Regions from separate parts of the Capra hircus genome. Here region 1 is linked to region 2. The links are chromatin contacts, called in public Hi-C maps. All regions are on one chromosome and are shown on one strand. The core of a region is the stretch at or near the end of the contact, and the rest is flanking DNA. Distances in the headings are between cores, read along the strand shown.

Region 1 (6,486 bases), core at 1,334-3,833, 190 kb after region 2:
AGGGCATGGCAACCCACTCCAGTATTCTTGCCTGGAAAATCTTATGGACAGAGGAGCCTGGGGGGTTACACAGTCCATGGGGTCGCAAAGAGTCAGACATGACTGAGCAGCTAACACTTTAGGTCTCAACTAGAAATTCTGTGGCAGCAAGCTAGAGGTATTGCTTATTTTAGAATGATGAGCTAATTGTAGAACTGGGTTGAAATTGGCATGTCAGTCTACCCAGAAACAAATATGCCCTGAGTGGAAAAACAGCAGGACCATTTACCATGGGCCCTTAAAGCTACTTTGCTGGAAGCCATTTCATTTCATGCTTACAACAGATTTATCACTCACCATTATTTGCCTTTTAATTACCTTATTGAAAATAATAAGAGAGGATTACTAGTCCCCTTGTTTTATCTGCTGACAGAAGAGTAAAAATAATTGGGTTGGGTTTGGCTAGAATATACTACCAACACTCCACAATATCTCAAACTCCACCTGTCTAAAATTTAATCTACCATTGCCCCCCAGCTATACAGTCTCTCTCTCTCTCTCTCTCTCTCTCTCTCTCTCTCTCTCTCTCTCTCACACACACACACACACACACACAACCTTATTCCCCCAGTGTTTTTCTCTGTGAATTAGCATCATATTCCCAGATCCCAAACTTGAAACTTGGGCATCCTGGCTCCTTCCTCTCAGCCCCACATTCCTATTTACCTAATTCTGTTGTTATTTAGTTGCTAAATTGTGTCCGACGCTTTGCAACCCCATGGACTATAGATAGCCTGCCAGGCTCCTCTGTCCATGGGATTTCCCAGGCAAGAATACTGGAGTGGATAGCTATTCCTTTCTCTAGGGAATCTTCCAGATCCAGGAATCGAACCCAAACCCTTGTCTCCTGCATTGGCAGGTGGGTTCTTTACCACTGAGCATTAGGGAAGCCCCAGTCACCAAATTCTGTTGGGTTCTATCCTCAGCTATCTCTTGAAACTCTCTTTTCTGGTTCCTTCCTAGTTCAGGCCACTCTCATCTCACCACTCACTACTGCAGAAGCCTGCAAAGTTAGGCTTTCTGTCTTCAGCTTTTTCTTCACACTTCTGAAACTCACAGCTGACCAAGACCAGTCCTCCAACAGCTGCCTACTAGCTCCAGCACAGATTTATAAATTCTTAAACTGGTTTTGGAGGTTCACAATGTGTCCCCACCTCCCTAGTCAACCTCATATGCCACTATCCTGCGTGGGGGCCGCTAAGCACCCCAGCAAAGGCCATCTCTTCCCATTCCTCTACCTGGCCCTGCTGCCCTTCATCTTTTCTCTCAAAGTGGTTAGCCTAACAACTGTGCTTCTCCTTCAACTCTAAGTGTCCCTAAAACATCCAGAACTTTCTCCAGTCAATAAACATTTGTCTGTCTACCACCTAGCCGAAATTTTTCCTGAAAACTTGCCCTGCCTTGTTCCCTATGGCATCCTGTGGGCCTGGCAAAATGCCTGCTCAATTAATACGCTAAATAAATGAACAAGTATTTCAATCATGTGTCTACTTTTACAACTTAAGAGGTACTGTTTCAATACGGTTTTAACGCGCGCACACACATACTATATAAAGAAAGCTTTTTCTTCTTTTGTTTTTACTTTCCATTCCCCTCTCTAGGGGATCTTCCCGACCCAGGGATCAACCCCTGGTCTCCTGCATTGCAGGCTAACTATTTACCATCTGAGCCACCAGGGAAACCCAAATAATATCTAGACCTGCCTCTCCTGCAAATACCACCCTAATCATCTATGGCTATCCAGCTGCACTAGAAAGAAACGTGAGGTACACCTGGCTTAATCAGGACAAGAGTCAAACCCAGGTTAGTGTGGTGTGCTGCGGTTCCCCAGCACATTTTCTTAGGCTCATTACGCTGTCTGTCTTGACCTAAGCCCAGATGGCTCTCGTATCCGGTGGAACTGATCGGATGTGTGGAAAGGGGGAGCATCAGATTCAGTCGAAATGAGGCAAGTGTTTCCTTACCCCAACCTGGCCCTTGAGCAGAGCCACAGCCTAAACCTTCTGTCCCTCCCTGCCTTTCAGCTAGAGCCACTGCTCCAAGCAAGCAGCCGGGACTAAAGAGGAAGTAAGGGGAGGAAGAAAGTGGAAGTCTTAAATACCATAACGTCTTTTTCACCAAAATGTATCTTGGGCGCCTTCAGGGAGTGTTCTGCGTGTGTGTGTGGCTCCCTGGTTAGTTTGTCTAGTGGTTGCTTATTAACCCCCCACCCCCCAAACCAGGTGTAGTGCTGAATTAGCAACGAAGGTTCAGGGCAGTTCCTTCGCAGTCCATGCGGTGCCCAGGTTTGTGGCTGGCCTCTGGGCCACACCGTGCAGGAGCCTCAGCGCTCATAGTGGGCGCGCGCGGTCGGCAGGATTGAGGCCCCCACCGCGGTTAAGGCGAAGCCCTGGCCCCGTCCAGCTCAACTCCTGCAGTGCCGGGAGGCCCGGCCTGGGCGCGCGCTGCGCAGCCAAGGTCCCCTAGCGCCCCCTACAGTCACGCGTGCCGGGAGTCAGCGCTGGGTCCTGCGACTCCGCACCACGCCCGGCACCCCACCCAGAGGCCCGCGCCCCGGGGCTCACGATCACCGCACCGCCCGGCCGCAGAAACCGGCGTGGGGATCTGCGGGCGCGTCCTATCCCTTGCCATCTCGGATTGCTCCGCCCGCCGCAGCCCGACTTCCCCTCCCTCTCTGGGTCCCTGCCCTCCTCCCTCTCTTCTTCCCTCCCGCCCTCCGGCGCCGGACACGCTGAGCCTCTTCTCTCGGGGCGCCCTTCCCCTCGGCCAGCCGTCGCATCCCGCGCAGCTTTGGGACGGAGAGTGGCGGTTGAGTGTTGAATGTTCCGCTCCGAGAGCTCATGGCTGTGGAAGCGAGGCGAGGGCCGGGCCCCCGAGGGGCCGCCGTCTGGGAGGCGGTGATGTTTCTGTTGTGCTCGGGAGTCCCGACCGGGCGCCCCTACAACGTGGACACGGAGAGTGCGCTGCTCTACAAGGGACCCCCCAACACCCTGTTTGGCTACTCGGTGGTGCTGCACAGCCACGGGGAGAACCGATGGTGAGTAGGGTCGGACGCGGGAGCCTTTGGCATCTCAGAGCAGCTAGCAAAAAGCGCCTCAGGGATTCCCTGCCTGATTCAAACTTTCCTGCCTCTAGAGAAGGCAGGAGGGAACCCAGCTCGCTGGAGAAGCGCTTGGGAAACGAACTCGTTTGGGGTGGCAGCAGCCGGGGTGCGTTCTGGCGCCAGGCCCTGAAGTTTGGGGTGGCGGGTTGAGTGCTGGGGTGGTGGGCGGAGGCAGAGGCGGCGGGAGCGGCCCGGCTGCCTCTGGGGAGACCCGGGGTTTAGTGGGCAGCAAGGCTAACATCTGCACCCACGTGCGCGTTTCTCTTCTTAGGCTCGTAGTCGGGGCGCCCACTGCCAACTGGCTCTCCAACACTTCAGTGGTCAAACCTGGGGCTATTTACAGATGCAAGATTGGGAAGAATCCAGCCAGGACCTGTGAACAGCTCCAGCTAGGTGAGTGGGATCTGGGGACGGGAGCTAGTAAGCCCTCACCCCACTCCTGTGGACTCCACGGCGGACAAGTCCTGGAAGAAACTCGTATTGCCTATTCTCATTTAAAGGGGATGATTTTCACTGTTAACTCAACACCACGTTCCCTTCTTAACATAAAAGAGGTCTCCTTTCTGTCAGTGTTTTTCTCCCTTTTGCTTATGACAGTGATTGCAGTATTCTGACAAAACTACCTAGAAGGAAAATTTCTTACACCTCCTTAGACCTTCTCTTGACCTCTCTCTCTCCCCCTCCTCCTGCCCCCACCCCCCATGTGTAAAACACATCTTAAAATCTCTCAGCACATTAATGACAGGATCCAGAGAAGCCAAGACTTGAGAATTTTATTTCCATCTTAAAACACATCTTAAAATCTCTCAGCACATTAATGACAGGATCCAGCGAAGCCAAGACTTGAGAATTTTATTTCTATCTTTGACCTACCAACCTTGTTAAAGAACAGGCTAAGGGGCAGATCAGGAATAGCAGTTGGAATTGATCCCATACCCTGTCATTTAGCCTAAGGACTTAAAAAGAAAATAATCTAGTTTTACTTAAGATATGAAATATAAAAGGAGAGCACAAGAAAAAATTGGCATCTCCACCGTTAATAGAAGTATTAATAAAAGGAGGTTTAATGTATAATTATTAATTTTTCTCTTCAAAGACTCTTGATTTCTTAATGTCTCTTCTTAGATTTGTGACAATTTGAAAAATGCATTCTGAAGAAAATTCATGTTTCAAAGTCAACAGCAAATTTGCTTTGCACAGACACATGGGGGAAGAAAGGGGAACTAATATTAATTCAGACCCTATATTGCTTCAAACATTGTTAGGAACTGCCCTATATGTTGCTTCTTTTCCAGAAAACAACACTGGGCCATTGGTGGCATTGTTCTTACTTTACATGTGAGGACTCTTTACATGTGGTTCAGAGTGTTGCAAGGGCATTTTCTAAAGTTACTCAGCTAGTGAGTGGAAGATGGGACTGCAAGTCAAAGTCAGGCCTCAGTTCAGTTCAGTCACTCAGTCGTGTCCAACTCTTTGTGACCCCATGGACTGCAGCGCACCAGGCTTCCCTGTCTATTACCAACTCCTAGAGCTTGCTCACACTCATGTCCATCCAGTTGGTGAGGCCATCCAACCATTTCATCCTCTGTTGTCCCCTTTTCCTCCAGCCTACAACCTTTCCCAGGATCAGGGTCTTTTCCAGTGAGTCAGTTCTTCACATCAGGTGGCCAAAGTATTGGAGTTTCAGCTTCAGCATCAGTCCTTCCAAAGAATATTCAGAACTGATTTCCTTTAGGATTCACTGGCTTGATCTTCTTGCTGTCCAAGGGACTCTCAAGAGTCTTCTCCAACACCACAGTTCAAAAGCAGCAATTCTTCAGTGCTCAGCTTTCTTTATACTCCAACTCTCACATCCATACATGACTGCTGGAAAAGGCCTGCTTGGGTCCAAAGTCCAAGCCATTTCCAGTCACGTATACATCTTCAATGCAAATAAAATTCACTGAAGAGTCTGACATAGTGTCTGCTGAGCTGATGAGTTACCTGTGAATGGTGAATAAATGGTTATACTTAGTATCTTTTTTCTATTTATCTTTATTATCCATGGGTTTTGGGGATAAGTTAATCACTGCATCTTTAATACCCTCTCCCCTTTTTTTACATAGTAGTCTTTGCTTTTTCTCAAACTGGAATACTTCTTCCCTTCATTGACAGTAAATTCAAATACAATATGCACATAATGGAATTTTATTTTTGACTCAGAGAGCATTTATAAGAGTTTAGGAGTGGTCTGCACTGCATAGAGTAAGTCCCACTCTCTTATTAAGCATCTTCCATCCCAAAAGGCAGACTAGGAAAGCATAACACATTCACAGACCTATGCATTTGGAATAACTCTGCAAAGCATAATTGTCTTTTCCTAAGAGACTTGAGGGATGAAGAATTAGGGAGCAGAGCAGACAGCTTTGATCTGCCAGAGGATCTTGACAAGGTCTCGGGAGGGAAATGTTTTATTTTGCTGTCCTGCCATAGTTTCCTGATTCATGACATTACAGCCACTGGTATTTATCCCCTACTTCCTGTCTGGAATGGCACTGGATCTATTTCTAGATGTCTGTATTTAACTGGAAAGATCCGGTCACAATATTGTATTAAAATTTAGGATAATAAAAAATAATCTGTCAAAATTTTAGGAAAGCCTAAATTCTCTGGACACATGGAACATAGGAAGTGACTACAGAAATATCCATGGAGAAATGTGTGCCTGGTAGATGTACAGCAAGCATGCATTAAATAAAGATTTATTGGGTGGATAAATGAATAAAGCAAAGTGAAAGCTTGATTGTTACCAACCTGATTGGTGAATAAGAGAATTAACTAGAAATGATAAGTCAAAGGGATATTTTCAACTTTAAGATTTTTGATCAATAAAAAAGGTATTTACTGAGATGAAAGGCAGACGACAAGATTTCTAGTCAGTCAACTGGTAGAAACACTGATGGCTATAGTAATAGAACATTTGCACATCTTTGAACATTTGCAAAAGAGTTGACTGAAATTACTTCTCATATAACATTTTAAACAATGCATCCTCCTTATATGAAGAAATGATACATTTCAATTCAGAGCAATCTCAGAAGTAACTTGAAGCTGTAAAATAAGGGATTGAGGATAACGCCTAGAAAGTGAACACTAGAAACTATAAACTGGTAACTAAAGGCTTTTTAAAATTCTCAGGTTTGTAGATTATGTAGTATTCTTTATGAAGAATTGTCAAGGAAAAAATACACACACACAATCATCTGTATAAGATGGTTTTAGTTGTCCTGTCTCAAATGTATGGACAATGCTTAGCTCACTATCTTACGTTTAACTGACATTCAAAAAATATTAGTTTATTATAA
Region 2 (6,593 bases), core at 1,098-3,597:
ACTACTAAGACCAGACCTGATAGGAAATATTGGAGCATCAGACTTGATCATACTCATCGTCGTTTATCTGGTCACATCTGATTCAGTACAGAAAAGTGGCTAGTGAAGACAAGTCAAACCGACTGGGGTGCATGGGACATAGGTAATGTGCTTTTCTCTTATTTTTATTCAAGGCAAAATATTTCTCTTGTAGGATCAATTTGACTCTTTTTTTTTTTAAACTTGAGATAAACAAAGGTATTAATTTCACTATCATTTTTCTGAGACTGAATATTACTATATTAAAAACAAAAAACAATTCCTGAAAATTTCCCACTAGCTTTACCCTTTATTGGAAATAACGGCCAGGAGTAAATTTCAAATGATCCAACTTTATGTGATTTCTTAACTCTAGAGTAACCTAAGACTTTCAGAATCTGTTCCCACCTTGAGTATTCAGAAAGGGCATGTCATTTTGGTTCCTTTTTACATCAGGAAAAGTAAAAAATACCTTAAGACATCAAAGATCACAGAAGTGTGTTATGGCCATCGTGTCATAATGAGTATTATGCCCTCATAGACTTTCTGCAGAAACAATCTGACTTTATAATAGACATATTTTACATCATAGAAGTAAATGATATTTTGTCTGAGGAAGTTTTGGATTCAGTGGTATTCCAACATAAATGGAGATTAATTCTGTGTGTGCAAGGCTGATGGGGATTAGATATTTTCATAAGGACACCAGATTTAAAAGTTAATTTAAAAACTGAACTTGGAATCCTGGCTTCAATGGAAAGGGATAGGAATGGTTGATAAATTAGACAAGAATAAGCAACTCATATTTCTTTAACTATTAGAAAAATTTACCACAATTAAGTAGGCTAATTTCATAATGTTATATAGCAACTGTGACAGTGCTCATGTTTCAGAAAATAAGAAGAATTGTGTATAATAATATATATGTCCTGGGATTATTTTCTTTGTGGCATATTATTTTAGTTTAACATTTTTTTTTGAGAACTAAAATTATATGACATTTTTATTTTAGGATGCAAAAACAAAAATGAGCAAACAAACAAACAAAAAACTTGAAATAGGCTTGTCAAATGATGTAAATTCATCCTTTCCACGGAAGCAGAAGGCAGATCAGTGCAGGTTATCCTCAGGGCCTCATACATCCTGCTTCACGGCTGCTTCCACTCTGCTGGGTTTTGATCCTTCTTTGGGTCCTAGTCTGGATCATTTTCCTCATCTCCTTCTTCTTCCCCTTCCTCATCCGCTTCTTCACCTTCTTCATCGTAATCATCATCATCATCTTCAATAGCTTCTCCAGTAAAGTATAACACTGATCTTGTGATTATTGGTAAAAAGTGACCAATTTCAAAGTCTGCAGTGAGGATAGCTTCAGAATCATCATCCAGATCTCCACTCTCAGGAACTTCAGGAGGGGCAAAAAAATTAAAGGAAGAGTCATTGGAAACTATTTTGGTCACAGTATGAACTGTCCCATGTCCCTTGTGTTTCTGCTTCTTCTTAATTGTTTTCAAAGTGACATTCTTCCCTTTTTTCCAGTCTATCTGGCACCCTGTACAACCCATAATTTCTGGTCCATCAAAAGAAAAGGGATCAGAATCATCTGGTTCTGACCTCATCCTATATGTCTTTGTCAACACTTCATTGGTGAAATATTCATTGGGTTCAAAGTGAAATTCTAAGACAAAACTCATAGGTTGACCAGCATCTGAGAACTTCACTTTAGTATCTTTCAAGTGCTTCAGAATAGGCTCATCATGTTCCTGAACCATATCACTGAGCAAGTCAACATTCTTAAAAACGGTCAGCCAAAACTCAGGAATTCCCTTGGGATCTTCTTTTTCTTCATCCTTTCTCTCATCTTCAATCTTGGCCTTTTCTTTTAGCTCCTCCGAAATTTCATCTTTCTCATCTGGTTTCCATTCACATTCTTCTTCTGTAGGTTCATAAATGGCATTAATGATCTCAAATCGCTTATCAAACAGAGGCTGATAAAGAACAGCATACTTTCTTTCAAGATCATGAACTTCCTCATAGAATTTGGCTTGTATCTGTGCACATTTAACTTGAAGGTTTTTGAGAGCATTCACTCGTCTTTTAACTACCCTAGGCAAGCTTTCAATGTATCCTGTTGGTGTTTCTACCAGACCATCAAGTCTTTCTTGAAGGGCTGCAAGAATCTGAGGATTTTGCATCATCTGAACAGTCACCTGATGCGCTTTGATTTTTGTTTCTTCACCAGTTTCTTTTTCTACTTCTTCAACATCATCCAAATCTTGAACAAGTTCAGACTGTTCTTTGTTGTCGATGTCTGCCATATTGTACAAATGCCAAGTATTTTGAAAAATGGCAAATTTCGTTTTCCAGCTCAGCTCTCCGGTGGTGAGCGCGGGGAGCCGAGCGGCCCGAGCTGCGCAGGCAGTGACTCAGGGCGGCGGGAGGAGCAGGAGCTAGTTTAACATTTAATTGACAAAACATGCGTGGAATCTTGCTTTTTTGGTAAGGTTCGATTCAGAGTTTAAAGATTGCAGAATGTCCTTTGTAACTGATACAGCCATACAAAGATCAGACATACTGCAATTATTGAGGTATTGATTGCCCTTAAAGGTCTCGCCAAAGGTTAGAAACAAACCAAAAGCTCAAGTTAGTTATTTCTTTTATTATTGGCTGGTGAGGAACTTGAAAAATGGGCCATTGTGAAATGAATAATCATAGTCATCTTGACAGGTAATTTTATGTGTAAAAAATTAGATTTTTATAATTTCAGTTGAATAACTTGGTTCTGCAGATCTGTTTTTCCAAATCACAAGTAAATAACAAAATGTGTGGTTAGGATTTAACCTCATATCTCATATGTTTGCTAGGCATAAAGTGAAACTGACTGGCCCAGAGAGGAAACCACACTGTGAAACAAAAGGATGTTGAAAAGGTTAGAAAGCAAAATTAATTTACATCCTTGCCACTATTACGTTGTTGTTAAACAACATCACTTCATGCTATCAAAGCATGCGTTTTCAATATTTCAGTTTTTCAATAAGGCAACATCTCTCAGTGACCAGTTTAATGGTCCTGGAGATCCATGTTCCTCTGCTCTTCCCTCTTCTTACGCTACCTTATCTCCTGGATTGATCTTATACAATCAGGGCTTCAGTGATTGCCCTGGTCTCGTTCCTTTATCATATCCATGACATCCTTCTTACTGAATATCCTCGGTTGGATGGCCCATGCAAACCTCAAACACATCTCAAAGTACACTTAGCTTCTCGGTCTTCTCCTTCCTTTCAAGCTACAAATCTGTTTCTCCTTCTGTGCTCTGATTTCAGTAAATAGTACCACTAAGTACAAATGCTGTCACACATGAAACTTCATCATTATCCTGATTCCTATCTTTTTCCTACATCTAATGAACCACCAAGGCCTGTCAATTCTACGACTTATATCTAAAGACTATCCACTTTTCTCCAATCTCAGTACTATTATAGTAGTTCGGGCCCTCATTCACTTTCTTCTAGATTATTGCAACAGCTTTCTAATTATTGAAAATACCACTTATGCACAATTTTTTCAGGATGTCCTTATAACGAAGCAGGTATTATTATAATATTTATTATACTTGAGCAGATTGTATCCTATGTCTTTGTTGTTGTTTAGTTGCTAAGTCATGGAAATGGCAACCCACTCGAGTGTTCTTGCCTGGAGAATCCCAGGGATGGCAGAGCCTGGTAGTCTGCCTTCTATGGGGTCTCACAGAGGCGGGCACAACTGAAGTGACTTAGCAGCAGCAGCAGCATGTCTGATGCCTTTGCAATCTCATGGACAGTAGGCCCCCAGGCTCCTCTATCCATGGGATTTTTCAGGCTAGAATACTGGAGTGGGTTGCCATTCCTTCTCCAGGGCATCTTCTGACCCAGGGATCGAACCTGCATCTCCTGCATTGGCAGGCAAATTCTTTACCACTTAGCCACCAGGGAAGCCCATCCTATATGCTGGTTATTAACACAAGTTTGGCATTGGGCTTTAGTGTAAATGACTAATTTGGGCATAAAGATCTTATCCCTGCATATGACTAAACCTGTGTATGTGTAATTTGTACTTATTACCCTTCAGTGATTCCCTCTTCTGAACTGTGAGGTCAGCTTATTGATGGTTCCCAAGATATGCCATTTGAGAGATTTGATTTTAACTTCAGTTCTCACCCAATACTAGATTGCTTTGATAGCTGGAGAATTATTTCAGCTTATGCTAGGAATACCAGACCAAGAGGGAAATAGGTAGGAAACACATCGTGTGAGCATGTTTTAAGGAATAATGGGTCTATTCAAGCTGAGGGTCATAATAATTTTCAAAAACTACTTCTTATTGGAGAAGATAGGAAAATAACACTATAATTTTTTAGAGTAGAGTAAAATCCCCGCATTAGAAAACATTTTCTTAATGTAATTGTTAATTTCCAGTAGTTAAAAAGAGATGTTCAGTATCATGCACCTGTATCTCAAATAATGTGATCAGAACTTAAGCATGTCCGTGTTGTCCAGTACCTCCTGCTGTGAGCGGCATGTGTGGCCTCTCAGCTCATCCCATCTGAGTTACTTTTCTTACATGTAATGTATGATAAACCCTCTGGGGAGATCGAAGATGAACCAAACATGGCTCCTACTCTGGAGGAAACTAAAAATTGATTTCAAATAAGAATAAGTTAGCAGTATGTGCCCCTTATGCAAAGGAAATCAGACCTCTGGGTTGGTTGATTTCATTCAGTACCAACATGAGAACACAGTTCTTCAGTGCTTTTCACTTCTGTAAATATTACCATAAGCCATAGATAGGAAAAACTATTGCTTTTGAAGCATATAGCTTTATAAATTATAAACATCTTATGTTGGTTTGGTCTGTTTGATCAACTGTGTAATAAGTTCAGTGAATAAAGCATGAATAATCATTTAAGCTGGTTAATTGGTAATAGTTTTGAGTAAAGTAATCATTGACTTTATATTCATAATAAATTCAGTGAATAAAGCATGAGTAATCATTTAAGCTGGTTAGTTGATAATAGTTTTGAGTAAAATAATCATTGACTTTATATTCGTAATAAATTCAGTGAATGAATCGTGAATAATCATTTAAGCTGGTTAGTTGGTAATAGTTTTGAGTAAAATAATCATTGACTTTATATTCTTTTTGTTCAATTGGTTGTTAGATTGTGGCTATATGTTTTTCTCTTTCTCAGCACAGTCTAAATGCAAAAATAATATTAAAAAACACATGAAATATTACCAATGATGGTTTACATATATATATATTCCACTATCCACCAGCATAGGTCTGTCAACAGAAACATAATGCTCATTCACAGAGGAGAAATAGTGGATCCACTTGTCAGCTCTTTACTACTCCTAATCACAAACAGGAGTGAAGAATTTTGAAATTTACATGTACGAGACATGCTACAAATTCTAGTGTAAATTATGAGAGTGCCTATGTCCTGTGTTTAATTATAAATCATACTCTTATGATACTCTTAATGAATAAGAGAGCTATTATTGTTTCTGTCTAGTTGGTGAATCACGTCTGACTCTTTTGTGACCCTGAGGATTACAGTCAGTGAGGCTCCTCTGTCGATGGGATTTCCCAGGCAAGAATACTGGAGTGGGTTGCCATTTCCTTCTCTAGTGGATCCTCCCAACCAAGGGATTGAACCCATGTTTTATGCATTGGCAAGCGAATTCTTTACCACTGAGCTTTGTCATAAAAACAAAATGTAAAAAAAAAAAATGAAGATGACAAACATCATTATTTCAAGTTATGACTGGATCAAAATTTTGTTTCTGTATATAGAAGTTGAATAGTCAATGACTGTACTTTGCACAGCCAGCTTTCTGAGATCTGATTTTTTTTTACTACTTAATGATAATGCAGTATAAATGGCATGTTGATAAGAGCCAATTATAACCTTAACTGATACATTATAGGATAAAAATGTTATGAACTATACAAAAGCATTGTTTATATAGTGTACACATATATTCACAGTAAATACTTCTTTAATCTGATCTTGAAATTGATCACATTTAAAAGCAGAACCCTGTACATCAACATATTAAGTAAAATAAACAGTGTATTGAATGTGATTTATATATTTAAATATTAAAATATATACTATTTATATACATGTAAATATTTAATTAATGCTTTATTAATATAGTGACATACTATTTCAATCATTAAAAAACTTTCTGACTTCTTACCTAGTTGGACTTGAAATTTTGATCTAAATCTTATATTGTTTTTCTGAATATCTTGGTGATATCCATGAGGGGGGTAGACTATTTTTATTTAAGAAACTCTATCAAAGAGCCTCCTGAACCCACCAGCATTCCAGCTGCTCTGCAGATACTAATTCAGTTAACCCTCCTGACAATGCTGGGAACAGCAGCAGAAACTGCTATAGTGCCCAGCTTGTAGATAAGAAAGTTAAGTAACTTACTATAGGCCAGACAGCTAATTGGCAGAATCAGAATTTAAAATTACTTCAGAGACCTTGTGATTTTGCTTATATGTGGAATTTAAAAAAAAAAAAG

What was found. A called contact is a pair of places that touch in the nucleus more often than the background predicts.
Region 1: a Hi-C map of blood shows a contact between it and region 2, with 3 times the contacts expected there. The contact joins the promoter of ITGA4 here to the promoter of LOC102169913 in region 2. A contact is called at or near these places in 2 of 5 Hi-C or Micro-C datasets (both in blood).

What each region holds. Positions count from the first base shown.
Region 1 is chr2:121,170,740-121,177,225 of ARS1.2, forward strand. ITGA4 (integrin alpha-4) reads left to right here and starts at 2,584. Exons shown (of 28, transcript XM_013968519.2): 1 at 2,584-3,076; 2 at 3,414-3,535. The coding sequence starts at 2,880.
Region 2 is chr2:120,976,942-120,983,534 of ARS1.2, forward strand. It overlaps LOC102169913 (nucleosome assembly protein 1-like 1), which reads right to left and starts at 2,348. Exons shown (of 1, transcript XM_013968259.2): 1 at 1,004-2,348. The coding sequence starts at 2,333. The coding sequence ends at 1,212.